3 separate regions of the Mus musculus genome follow, and regions 1 and 2 are each linked to region 3. A link is a contact called in public HiChIP or PLAC-seq data. All regions are on one chromosome and are shown on one strand. The core of a region is the stretch at or near the end of the contact, and the rest is flanking DNA. Distances in the headings are between cores, read along the strand shown. Region 1 holds the start of Rab42 (RAB42, member RAS oncogene family). Region 2 holds the start of Snhg3 (small nucleolar RNA host gene 3). Region 3 holds the start of Fgr (FGR proto-oncogene, Src family tyrosine kinase).

Region 1 (3,856 bases), core at 1,253-3,752, 670 kb after region 3:
GCGCACGCCTTTAATCCCAGCACTCGGACCAAAAAAGCAAAAAGAGATGGAACGGACCAGTGAGAGGGCTCAGCAGGTCACGCACGACTCTGAAAAATTGAGTTCAATGCCCAGAACCCACACAAAAGGTAGGGATAGCTGACTCCACAGTTGTCCACTGGCCTCCACATGATGATTGGGGGGGTGTGGGGGGGGTGTGAATGAAACTTGCCTGCAGTTGCATAACCAGTAAGTGGCCCTTGAACCACAACTCAAAATCTCCTGGATGGAAATGTGCAGACCTTTGCTGCTGAGGTTGACAGTTCCGTCTGAGCCACCCCATGAGGATTGGCCTTAGCAGATAAAGAAGCAGGGTATAGGGGAGGGAAACTGCTAACCCGTTGGGTTACCCACGCCTTATCTATGGCATGGATCAGCTGAACTGTGGGTTCCGGTGTCAGGTGCAGTCAGAGACGGCCACACGTGACCCCAGTCCTAGTGGGAGCCTCTGAAACAGAAAATGCAAAGTCCAAAGGATCTGATGCTGACACTGCACATCACTGACCGGAGTGCTGTGCAACCCGTCTTTGGGGGGGACTCAGTTCCAGCTGTCTCACACCTCTCCGGCCCTGGCTAGGACTATTTACAGATAGTGCATAAATGGCTTTTGTTTCTTTGTTTGGAGTCAGTGAGAAGAGAGAGAGCCATGGAGCTGGCTTATTGGGTAAAGATACTTGGTGCCAAGCTTGAAGGCCTAAGTTCAATCCCTGGAACCTACAGGGTAGAAGGAGGACCTACATCTTCAAGCTGTCCTCTGGCCTCCATACATGCATACACATAAGTAAATTCAAAAGAAAGGAGGAAGAGGAGGAGGAGGAGGAGGAGGAGGAGGAGGAGGAGGAGGGCTGAAGAGATGGATCCGCAGTTAAGAGCATTGACTGCTCTTCTAGATGTCCTGAGTTCAATTCCCAGCAACCACATGGTGGCTCACAGTCATCTGTAATGGGATCTGATGTCTTCTTCTGGTGTGTCTGAAGACAGCTATAGTGTATTCATATACATAAAATAAATAAATAATTTTTTAGGAGGAGGAGGAGGAGAGGGAAGAGGAGGATGGTAAGAAAAACCCTGGGCTGTTCCAGATCTCGGACTGGTCCTGTGAGAAAATTAATAATAAACAAACCTTGTCTAGAAAGTGAGTTCCAGGGCAGCCAATGTTGTAACACAGAGAAACCCTGCCTCAAATAAAATAAATAAACAAACAAATAAACAAAACTCTGGGTTTTGCCTGCTGTTGAAGTCTTCCTTAGTGAATGAGCTTGGGCCTGCCATGTAATTTCTCTGAGCTTCAGTTTCTTCCATTGTAGAAGTGAGTGGAGTAACCACCTCCTTGTAAGGTTGAGAACTGCCTAGGCCCATGCTGGGTGGTGGTGACAGAGGCAGGCCAGCCTGGTCTACAGAGCAGTTCCAGGACAGTCAGGGCTACACAGAGAAACCCTGTCTTGAAACAAACAAACAAACAAACAAACACTGCCTGGGACCAGCCAAAACTCCAGCTGTGATTCCTTCCTTCCGCTTCTAGAAGCCAGATCTGAGTGCACACGTGCTGCCTCATGTGAGCTTTCATCCAAACGGAACCCAAGACCCAACCGGGTCATCCTGGCTTTCTGACTGTCTCTTTTTAGGCATCAAGGGAGTCAGTCATGGGCTTAGAGTCACTATGACTCTAAGAAGCACTGTATGACCTGGGACAAGCCACATGGGACAAGCCACACCTTTGAGCCTTGGACTCCTAAGCCTAAGCCTAAAATAGTCCACTAAAGCTGAATCTAAGTGGTTTTTTTTTTTGTTGTTGTTGTTTTGTTTTTTAGACAGGGTTTCTCTGTGTAGCCCTGGCTGTCCTGGAACTCACTCTGTAGACAAGGCTGGCCTCGAACTCAAATCCACCTGCCTCTGCCTCCCAAATGCTGGGATTAAAGGCGTGTGCCACAACTGAAGATTTATTTATTTATTATATGTAAGTACACTGTAGCTGTTTTCAGGCACTCCAGAAGAGGGAGTCAGATCTCGTTAAGGATGGTTGTGAGCCACCATGTGGTTGCTGGGATTTGAACTCTGGACCTTCGGAAGAGCAGTCGGGTGCTCTTACCCACTGAGCCATCTCACCAGCCCGGCTTTCTTTTTTTAATCGGAGACAAGGTTTCTCTGCATAGCACTGGCTGCCCTGGATGGAACTTTGTAGCCCAGGCTGGCCTCCAACTCAGAGATCCTCCTTTCTCTACCTCACCAGTTGTGGGATTAAAGACTTTTTAATTCCTTTATACTGTGAAGCAAAAGTGGTAACTGTCCCATTTTACAGAGGTAGTGATTTAGGTCTTGCCCGACCAACTACATCCGGGATTGCCTTCCAGGATCAAGTTCTCCAGATCTTGACCCTTCCTGGATGCTGTACCAGTAACAGACTCATGGGGGAGTGGGGGTGGGGGGAGAGGGGCGGAGCCACACAGAAACTGTCTGAGGTCAGCGGGGAGCCCAGATCCTATGGAGGCGGCCGGCTGCAGCTACCAATTTCGGATCGCGCTGCTCGGGGACGCAGGGGTGGGCAAGACGTCACTGCTACGGTGTTACGTGGCGGGCGCGCGGGGGGCGGCGGAGCCGGATCCCGAACCCACTGTAGGCGTGGAGTTCTACAGCCGCGCGCTGCAACTACCCGCTGGGCTGCGAGTCAAACTGCAGCTCTGGGACACCGCAGGCCAAGAGTGCTTCAGGTGCGGCGAGAAGTGGGTAATGTCAGTCACTTGGGGGGACCCTTTCTCACAGGTGCCAACTGCAGGGGCTCAAGCAAGGATCCATGGTCCCTACCCTGCACCCCTCCCTATTCAGTCATTCATCCTTCAAACTCCGCGGAGTGGGCCAAGCCCCCAGCCCCAGCTTGTGCTGTGGTCTTTGAACCACATCCCCACCCCCAAAGGCCTTACCCAGCCCTAGAGGAACAGCAGCATAAAGAGAATTGGCACTAAAACTCTGACTTTCCCAGAGATGCAGAGAGCCGAAGCAGACATGTCAAGGGGTGGGAAGGAAGACTTGTATGCAGGCACAGGAAGCTGCCTGTGGATCTCGGGGTGGAGGTGGGCGGGCTCTAAGACTGTCTTAAAGCCATTACAATTTTCCCGATTATACACACACTCCCCTTCAGGTGCATCACCAGGTCTTTTTACCGGAACATGGTGGGCGTTCTGTTGGTCTTTGATGTGACGAACAGAGAGTCCTTTGAACACATCCAAGCCTGGCACCAGGAGGTCGTATCCACTCAGGGCCCTGACAAGGTGGTCTTCTTACTGGTTGGCCACAAGTGTGACCTGAACACCCGATGCGTATCCTCTCAGGAAGCAGAGGAACTTGCTGCCTCTCTGGGCATGGGCTTCATGGAGACCTCGGCCAAAAGCAACTGCAATGTCGACCTGGCCTTTGACACTGTCACCAGCGCCATCGAACAGGCCCTGCAGCAGGGGGACATCAAGCTGGACAAGGACTGGGCGGGTGTCCGGCTCCTCCATAGATCTCCAAACCCTAGATCCTCTAGCAGGAAGCAGGACTCAGGCACATGCCAATGTTGACTCCAGGAGAGAAAGGGTTAAAGTGGTAACTGCCTCAGACTCTCTGGTGACACAGGAGGACAACAGACAAAAAAAAAAAAAAAAAGACTAATACCAACAGTCTCCTGACATGTCCCTCCCTGCCTTCTAATTCTTGGGATTTTTTTTTTTCTTCATCAGAAATTCAACACAGGGCTAGCTAGCTATAGACAGCCTCAACTCTTTTATATTTTCAGAATGGATCTTGATACATTGCCTAGTCTGGCCTTGAGCTAGTAACC
Region 2 (4,078 bases), core at 1,338-3,837, 620 kb after region 3:
CCAGCAACGGCTTCTCTCAGCTGTTCTCCCTCACGTGCCAATCCTGAGCTCCCGTCTGCTTGTGTGTGCCATCAAGGGCTCTGACTCTGTTCATCTCATCTGTCTTCTGAAGCAGGATATGTTAGGGCTGCATCTAGGCAGTGGTTTTGTTTTTATGTATATAAAAGTTGATTATGTGTCTTCTTTCTGTAAGTGGAAGCTTACAGTCCTAATGTAAAGGACTTAAAGCCTCGCTGTCGCATGTTAAGATGCTTCCCTACTGTACAGAATCCTGTAAAATACATAATTACGTTGTATATCAGCCTTCCTACCAATCTTAATTATTAAAGTATTTTAGAATATCAAAAAAACTGAATTTGTGTTACTTTTTACTTTTTTAGTGCTGGGCATTGAGCTCAGGCCTCATGCATGTTAGACAGTCACCCTAAGCCATATCCCTCACCTCTGGTCTTTTGTTTTATTCAAGAAGATTAAAACAACTTAAAAGTGACACCCAAAATACTGCTAACGACTTCAAATAAAAAGAAGATAAATGATAATGTTAAATGTAGCCAGAAGTGAAACTATCATGTTTGTTTGTTTCTCTGAACAAACAAAAATCACAGGGCTGGGATATAGCCCAGTAGAGCACTTGCCTGGGATCCCTGTGTTCAGTTCCCAGCATCAAACAAGACAAAGTGTTCCCGGTGGGTGCTTCTGAAGCCAAGAAGGGTCAGAAGTTCAAGGTCATCTTGAATAATATAACAAATTCAAAGCCAGCCAGCATAGCCCAGGGTATATGATATTCATTCCCCGGCCCCTCTCTCTAAATTGCAGAGAGAGGAGTATTGGGAACCCCCTATGTCTGGTAACTCCACTAGGTGCCTCACCTGCCTAACCACTCCCCACCCTGTCTGGAAAATGAGATTGTGTAGGTCAGGGTTGGTTTTTTTTTTTTTGTTTTTTGTTTGTTTGGTTGGTTGGTTTTGGTTTTTCGAGACAGGGTTTCTCTGTATATCCCTGGCTGTCCTAGAACTCACTTTGTAGACCAGGCTGGCTTCGAATTCAGAAATCCGCCTGTCTCTGCCTCCGGAGTGCTGAGATTAAAGGCATGCGCCACCACTCACGGCTGTTTTTTTTTGTTGTTTTGTTTTTTTTTGTTTTTGTTTTTTTGTTTTAAAGGTCAAGACAAATACTATATATATATATATATATATTTTTTTTTTTTTTTGTTTTTGTTTTTGTTTTTGTTTTTTTGAGACAGGGTTTCTCTGTGTAGCCCTGGCTGTCCTGGCACTCACTTTGTAGACCAGGCTGGCTTTGAACTCAGAAATCTGCCTGCCTCTGCCTCGAGAGTGCTGGGATTAAAGGCATGTGCCACCACGCCCAGCTGACAAATGCCATTTTTACATATGTTTGAGAACAAGGAGTTTCAACAGTCCCTTACAAGGATTAACTCAATATGGCCCACAGCTGAATGAACCTCAGGTTGGTGTCACCAGGCTGGTGTCACCAGAGTGGCTGGTACTGCCTGTCCTCTCTGGCAGGCTGCCCAGTTTCTGCCCAGGGCACCTCAGCAGTGACTCATTTGCTGCTTGGCACTTGGCACATTACCCTTCCCTAAGCGTGAAAAGAAACCAGTAGTCAGAACTTTTTGTTGGATGTTTCTCTGATCCCATGTTCCCGTGGTCCAGATTATTAGGTCTCCCCTTGTTCCTGCAGCTTTGGGGTTAAAACATCTCCAGAAGGTTGTTCTGAAGGTTCACACTGCCCACTGTTTTTCGTGGAGAGAGACTGAGGTCTGAAAAACCATGTCAGAAAGGAGAGGGCAGAGCCAACAAGATGGCTCAATGGGAGCTGGGTGTGGTGACGCACGCCTTTGATCCCAGCACTCTGGAGGCAGAGGCAGGCGGGTTTCTGAGTTCGAGGCCAGCCTGGTGTACAAAGAGTTCCAGGACAGCCAGGGCTATACAGAGAAACCCTGACTCAAAAAACAAAACAGAAAAACCTACACCATCACGCCCAGACAGCCATTCTTTCAAATAAATATTTCACAACAACATTCATCAGGCTTAATTTCATGTCTTAAAAATCTGGGAAACAGCATTAGTGTTTTGTTTTTGTTTTTTCGAGACAGGGTTTCTCTGTGTGGCCCTGGATGACCTGGAACTCACTCTGTAGACCAGGCTGGCCTTAAATTCAGAAATCCGCCTGCCTCTGCCTCCTGAGTGCTAGGACTAAAGGCGTGCGCCACCCTCCCGCCTTCAACCAGGAATCTTAACCACTAAGCCACCTCTCAGGCCCCCTCCATGGGAAGTTTTTAATTGTAGCATCTATGTTCTGTATCAACTGTTCCTTCCACAAACAAAGTAGATTCAAACTCTGGAATCTAGAAAATATTTCTCTAGGCTTTTTTTTTTTTTTTCATTTTGCATATACCAGTGTATCCAGGCCGAGAGGACAAACCTCACAAGCTCAACAATTTCACGCTAAGACCGCCAACACCTTAGTAGGGTAAAAGTTCTCGATCCCATCAGCCTTAGCGCATTTCCAATGCTTCTAAGTGAGCGTAACCCTGCGCAGGCGCAGGCATAGTCGACCACGCCTGACTTCCGGGCGTTACTTAAGGTATAAATATGGCTGCGTCGGCGCGGGTCTGTCTCTCTAGGCGTCGCTCTCTTGGTGTGCTTGTTCTTGGTGAGTACAGTGCGCTGCTCTCGGCTGCTGAGGGTTTGCCCGCGCGGTCCCGCACGGGCTCCGCAGACAGGCAGGGTCGCGGCTGGGCGGACCCGGTGTGGGAGGCCGGGCTCACTAGCCGAGCATGGCGTGAGGTCACGCGCCTCCGAGCCCAGTAACCGTTTTCTTTCGGGGATCCCAACGCTCGCAGGATTATTGCCTGGGAGACTGAGTTGGTCTACGCACTTTCCTTTAATGTTCACTTTAAGAGGACAGGGTCTTTGGTTCCTGCCTTGTGATTTGAAGTGTTAGCCGCCTTCCAGCGTTCGGTTTTAACTTAATCATTTCGCCTTGCTTCCCAGTTATACTTTCTCTTCACCTTGTAACGGGATTTCTGCAGTTTTTTGTTCATTAATCTCCCATTTTTCAGAGGACCCTTTTTTAGGTAGATAATTTCTGGATAGTTTGGTTCCGATGGGGGTGTTGTGTTCTGTTTGCTTCAAGATCTGAAAAGGTGGCTGAAGTCTGTAGTCACAGCACTCTGGAGACAGGCGTTTTTGGGGTTTTTCCTCCAGCTGGAGGTCTGGCAAAAGGACCCTGTGGCATTTTGTCAAAAAAAAAGACATTACCATGACTATCCGACGTGGATATCCCGGGAGGTCACTCTCCCCGGGCTCTGTCCTAGTGGCGAGCGGGAGCTTAGGGCATTGCCCGGTGATGTACAGTCCCTTTCCACAACGTTGGAGATAAAGCTGGGCTTTCGAGTCTGCGCCTGCATATTCCTACGACTTCTCAGAGTCCTGTGGACCATGACTGAGGAGACAAACCATGCAGGAAACAGTTTTTTAAGTCATGCAATCTGGGGGTGCGTCCGAGTACTCTAAGGGTTTAACTTACTGATTAAAGTCTTCTCTTGCAGACCCGGTCAATGATTTCAGGTACTTTGTTGATGGAGGTACGTTCACCCTGAGGCTGGCTTAGTGCTTTCTGCTCCATGTGTACGTTATTAGTGATATACACTGTGTGTGTGGGGGGGGGGGGTGTAGTCGCCTGTTGAAGTTGACTAAACGTTTGGGTGCTAACCAGACATTCCAACGTGGATATCCCGGGAGGTCACTCTCCCCGGGCTCTGTCCTAGTGGCGAACGGGAGCTTAGGGCATTGCCCGGTGATGTACAGTCCCTTTCCACAACGTTGGAGATGAAGCTGGGCTTTCGAGTCTGCGCCTGCATATTCCTACGACTTCTCAGAGTCCCGTGGACCATGACTGAGGAGACAAACCATGCAGGAAACAAAAATTTAAATTCCTAAGGCTTTTGGTATGTCAACTTTAGGAACCTGATGTTTGTGTTGTTTTTTTTTTCCCCTCTTCCAGGAAAGAAGAGAATCAGCGGGGGCACCTACTGAATAGTTATTATATACAG
Region 3 (3,994 bases), core at 1,024-3,523:
AGGTTACACAGAGAAACCCTGCCTCGAATATCCAGGAAGAGAGAGAGAGAGAGAGAGAGAGAGAGAGAGAGAGAGACCCCTGCTGTCTGTGGTGGCCCAAGCCTTTAATCTCATCCCTTAGTCTTGAGGGAGTGGGATGGGGCAGTCTGCTTTCCTTACCATCGGCTGACCCAATGTGCTGTGTGGAAGAGACTTGGCTCTTCCTTCCTCATCTCTGTCTTCCCTGTCCCTTACCCAGCCTGTCAGGGCTGGTTACGTCCCTTGTCACTTCAACCTTAGGTAGCTTCCGAGCAGCCCCCACCCCCCACCCCCAATAACCACACAAAAGCAAGCACCCAGGCGTGAACACATTCACTTCAAGCCCACAGCACACTGGGGAGCACCCTCACACAATCTCACTCACAGCTTCAAGCCTGCTGGGGAGCAGGAGCTGATATAGGCAGGAGCCCCCCTCCACCTCCCCCTCTCTTGGGTCCACACAGCTTGGCTACCCCCTCCACCTTCCCACTACAAATGGAAGGATGCTCATTGCATCCAATTCTAGACTACAAAAGGCTTGCTTGTAGGGTGGCCACCTGGAGAGTGGGGTACAGATGCGAACCCTGCTAACCTTCTTGGAATGGGCCCTAGTAAACGTGACATTTAGTAGATGCCAACTGTGTGCTGGTTCTCAGAGGCCCTGTCAGCGAAGCTTTCTGGTCCTCCATGCTTTGAGAAGGCAAAGAACTGTGTAGAGCCAGCTGGCCTGGATCTGATAGAACTTCATCTGCCTTCTCCTCCATTCTCCCCTCTCCTCCCCGCCCCACCCCTTCCCATTCTATTTCTGTTTCCCCCACCCCACCTGTCTTTCTGCTTATATCGCTCAAGGTGGTCTTGAACTCGTGACAACCTCCCTACCTCTGTTTGCTGGATGCAAGGATTATTATAGGCATGAGCCACTAGGCACAGCTTTGGTATGGGGAGGGCTAGTTTCTTCCCCAAAGTTCCAATGAGAAAAGCAAAAGTCCAGAGAAAGCTAGCTCTCCTTGAGGTCTGCATAGCAATTAAAGGCCCATTCTTGCTAAGAGAACATGTCTCTGAGGCAGGAGACCCCTGAACACCAAGCGGCACCCTCTCACTCCCTCTGTGGTGCAACACACCCGGATCAAGGACCAAAAATGGGGACGAAGGCAGGGACCAAAGTTGGCTGCCAGCCTTGAGCCTGCAGCGGCCCAAAGCCAACTGGCCTCACTGCCCTGTGTTGCCATGGAAACAGCCCCTGCGGGCATTGGCGGTCAAAAGCAGGATTTCCGTCGGGGCTGCCAGCAATTCCCGGATCCCGACAGGGACGCAAACCTTGACCGCCACTGCGGATAGGGAAAAGCACCCAGGGAGGTCTGATGCCCCAGGGTGAGGTCTTCCCCAGGAAACCCAGATCCACGCCTCCAGCTGCTGGAAGGAATCCCCAGGGTGTCTGGAACCCGCTGCCCCACTGATGTAGCTAGAGGGTCTGGGGGGAGTTTGCAGACTCCCCGCTTCCCTCTGAGGAATCCAGATAGCCGGCCTCTGAGACCCCAGAACTGCACTCTGGACTCCGAGTTCTGCAGAAGTCACTCTCCTAGACCCCCTTCTCGGGAACTCGCGACCGATTTCCTCAGTATCCCCTCCCCCTTTCCAGTTTCCCCACCTACTACCCCTCTCTCATACCCCCTCAGCTTCTTTCCTTTTTCTCCTCCTGAAAGCCTCTCAGGGCTCTCCCTAGACGCTTTTGGGGGATCCCACAGTGCCTTCCTGTACTTTCAGCCCTCTCCCCAAATTTTATCAAATTTACAACACAGTTTCCCTCTCTTTCCCCATTTAGACTTTTAGGGGGAATTTTTGGTCTGCCTTCGCCGTACTGCCTCGGCCTTCTCCTAGGTTTTTATCAGCCTTTTCCAGCTTTCCTTAGTTTTCCTTCTTCATTTCCTTTCTGAATGGGATCCCCACCCCCATCTCCCGCTTTCAACTTGCTCAGCTCTCAAAGTTCAGGTTTACCCCCAAATCTTCCCTCCAAGGTGAGGACGGTTAGGGGCGGGGCAACATTTGCCCTACCAGCCCCCACCGGGTTTGGCCGCCTACCTGGTCTCAAGGGAGCCAGCTGCGGGTGACTCGATCTGGGGCGAGCCAACCCTAACTTCCAGCAACCAGGAGAGGCGATGTGGGGGGTAAAGTGAGGTGCTACCCGCCTCTGCCCCTACTACCTACTCTGGGGAGGGAGGAGGAAGCCGTCTCGGACTTCTCTTATTTTGGTGACTGCGGAGGAGGAGGCGGCAGCCAGAGAAGTCGAAGTCACGCCTCAGCCCCTAGACTGCTGCCCAAAGCCAGGAGGGGCCCCCAGATCCAAAGTCCGCTGGCTCCCACTTCCCGCTGTGGATGGGCTCTCCCAGCGCTGTCCCTGCGCCCCAGCTCCTTCCCAAAGGTTCCGGCCAAAGGGACCTGTCCCTTTAGTTACTAGAGTGGGATACCAAGGGGGTGGGGGGTTGGCCATCCCAAAGGCTCCCACTCCCCACTCATCTCCTAGGTAGGAAAACACAGAGCCAGGTCAGGATAACTTGGCCCAAGTTCACATAGCCTGTAGCCTTTACACTACTGTCACTACATTTGCCAGGGATCTTTTGCCTGTCACTTATACCCTGCCGCCTCATCTTTAGGAACTGGGCGGTGGAGATAAGGCCCTTGCCTTTGGGTACCTGTTTTTCACAACAATCAGCTCCCATCAGGCTACTGCCACACACAAGTTTTAGAGAAGCTGAGGAGAATCCTTAATCAATCACAGTGTCTCTAGGAGAGCCCTCCCTATACTCCCCCAGCCCGATACCCACCCTCCCTTTAAAACCAAGAGTTATTACCAGTATTACCTCTCTAAAACCAAGGTGCACTGAGACCCAGGAAATCCCCCTGCCTGGGGAGGGAGAGCTAGGGTTGAATTGGAAATGTTTGTGGGAGGGTGAGGGCTTAAGGCATGGAAGATTCAAGTGGGTGTCCCCGGGGCTATACTGATGATAGGCGATGACGATGCGTGACTGGGTTTAGAATCAACAGCTCGGACACATTATGCAGTCAGGTGTGCTTCTGTGTACAGACAGGGGTGTAGGGGGCTGTGTGTGAGCGCCCTAAAGTACAAGTTCAGGAGGATCATGGTGACACACACGGTGTCAGCAAGTGATGGATGCAGATAGGAATGCTTCTCTCAATGAGCCATGGCAAACACCTTTAACTCCAGCACTTGGGAGGCTGAGGCAAGCAGATCTTTGTTGAGTTTGAGGCCAGCCTGGTCTATGGAGTGAGTTCCAAAACAACCAAGGCTACACAAAGAAACTCTGTCTCAAAAAACCAAATAAAAGTGCTTCTCTCTTAGGAAAATATGAAGTGGGTGTAGGAGGAAGAAAGGAAATGTAGTGGAGGTTCAGGGACTGTGGGAGGGTGGCTTTACCCTGCCTGGATAGCACTGCCACCATTATAGAGCATCCTCTAAGTTGGCCTTGGCCATTGATCCATGTGTGCAATTAACAAATAAATGTATATCGTGGCCAATGGGAGCCCAGCCATAGGGAGCCCAGATACAAAAGGAACAGCCGCACCAGCTGCACTCCCAGCTACTCAAGAGGATGCTTGAGCCCTGTGGATTGGAGGACAGCCAAAGAGGAGTAGTGATTCTCTACCTGAGAGGAGGGAGGAAGGGAAGAGGAGGAGGAGGAGGAGGGGGAGGCAGAGGAAGGCAGGGAGATAGGACAGGAGAAGGCAGAGATTAGAGGAGATGGGAAGAGAAGACAGAAGAGGAGAGAGGAAAAGAGGAAGGAAGAAAAAACAGGAGGGAAAAGAGAGAAGCAAGGGAGAGAGGGAGGGAATAAGGGAGAGACAGAAGGACATACACTGATCTTGGAGGAATTGCTCTGTAATTCTTCTTCTAAGTCCAGCTCCTGGGTGGCTCCCTAGGGGCCTTCCCCAGTGTTCACACACTTTCCAGCAGAGCCCT

The links. HiChIP or PLAC-seq counts read pairs in DNA pulled down with a chosen protein or histone mark.
Region 1: a contact with region 3 is called in an H3K27ac HiChIP or PLAC-seq map of microglia, with 4 times the contacts expected there. The contact joins the promoter of Rab42 here to the promoter of Fgr in region 3.
Region 2: an RNA polymerase II HiChIP or PLAC-seq map of embryonic stem cells shows a contact between it and region 3, with 7 read pairs. The contact joins the promoter of Snhg3 here to the promoter of Fgr in region 3. A contact is called at or near these places in 3 of 115 datasets of contacts at active chromatin or transcription factors (bone marrow-derived macrophages, embryonic stem cells and pancreatic cancer cells).

What each region holds. Positions count from the first base shown.
Region 1 is chr4:132,302,002-132,305,857 of GRCm38.p6, reverse strand. Rab42 (RAB42, member RAS oncogene family) reads left to right here and starts at 2,502. Exons shown (of 2, transcript NM_001081651.1): 1 at 2,502-2,747; 2 at 3,176-3,664. The coding sequence starts at 2,521. The coding sequence ends at 3,596.
Region 2 is chr4:132,352,195-132,356,272 of GRCm38.p6, reverse strand. It overlaps Snhg3 (small nucleolar RNA host gene 3), which reads left to right and starts at 2,587. Exons shown (of 3, transcript NR_003270.2): 1 at 2,587-2,676; 2 at 3,575-3,610; 3 at 4,030-4,078. It overlaps Snora73b (small nucleolar RNA, H/ACA box 73b), which reads left to right and starts at 3,747; the gene lies at 3,747-3,951. Snora73a (small nucleolar RNA, H/ACA box 73a) reads left to right here and starts at 3,294; the gene lies at 3,294-3,498. Phactr4 (phosphatase and actin regulator 4) reads left to right here. Exons shown (of 13, transcript NM_001161797.1): 13 at 1-350. RefSeq lists a cis regulatory region at 2,329-2,848.
Region 3 is chr4:132,972,374-132,976,367 of GRCm38.p6, reverse strand. It overlaps Fgr (FGR proto-oncogene, Src family tyrosine kinase), which reads right to left and starts at 2,273. Exons shown (of 13, transcript NM_010208.4): 1 at 2,098-2,273.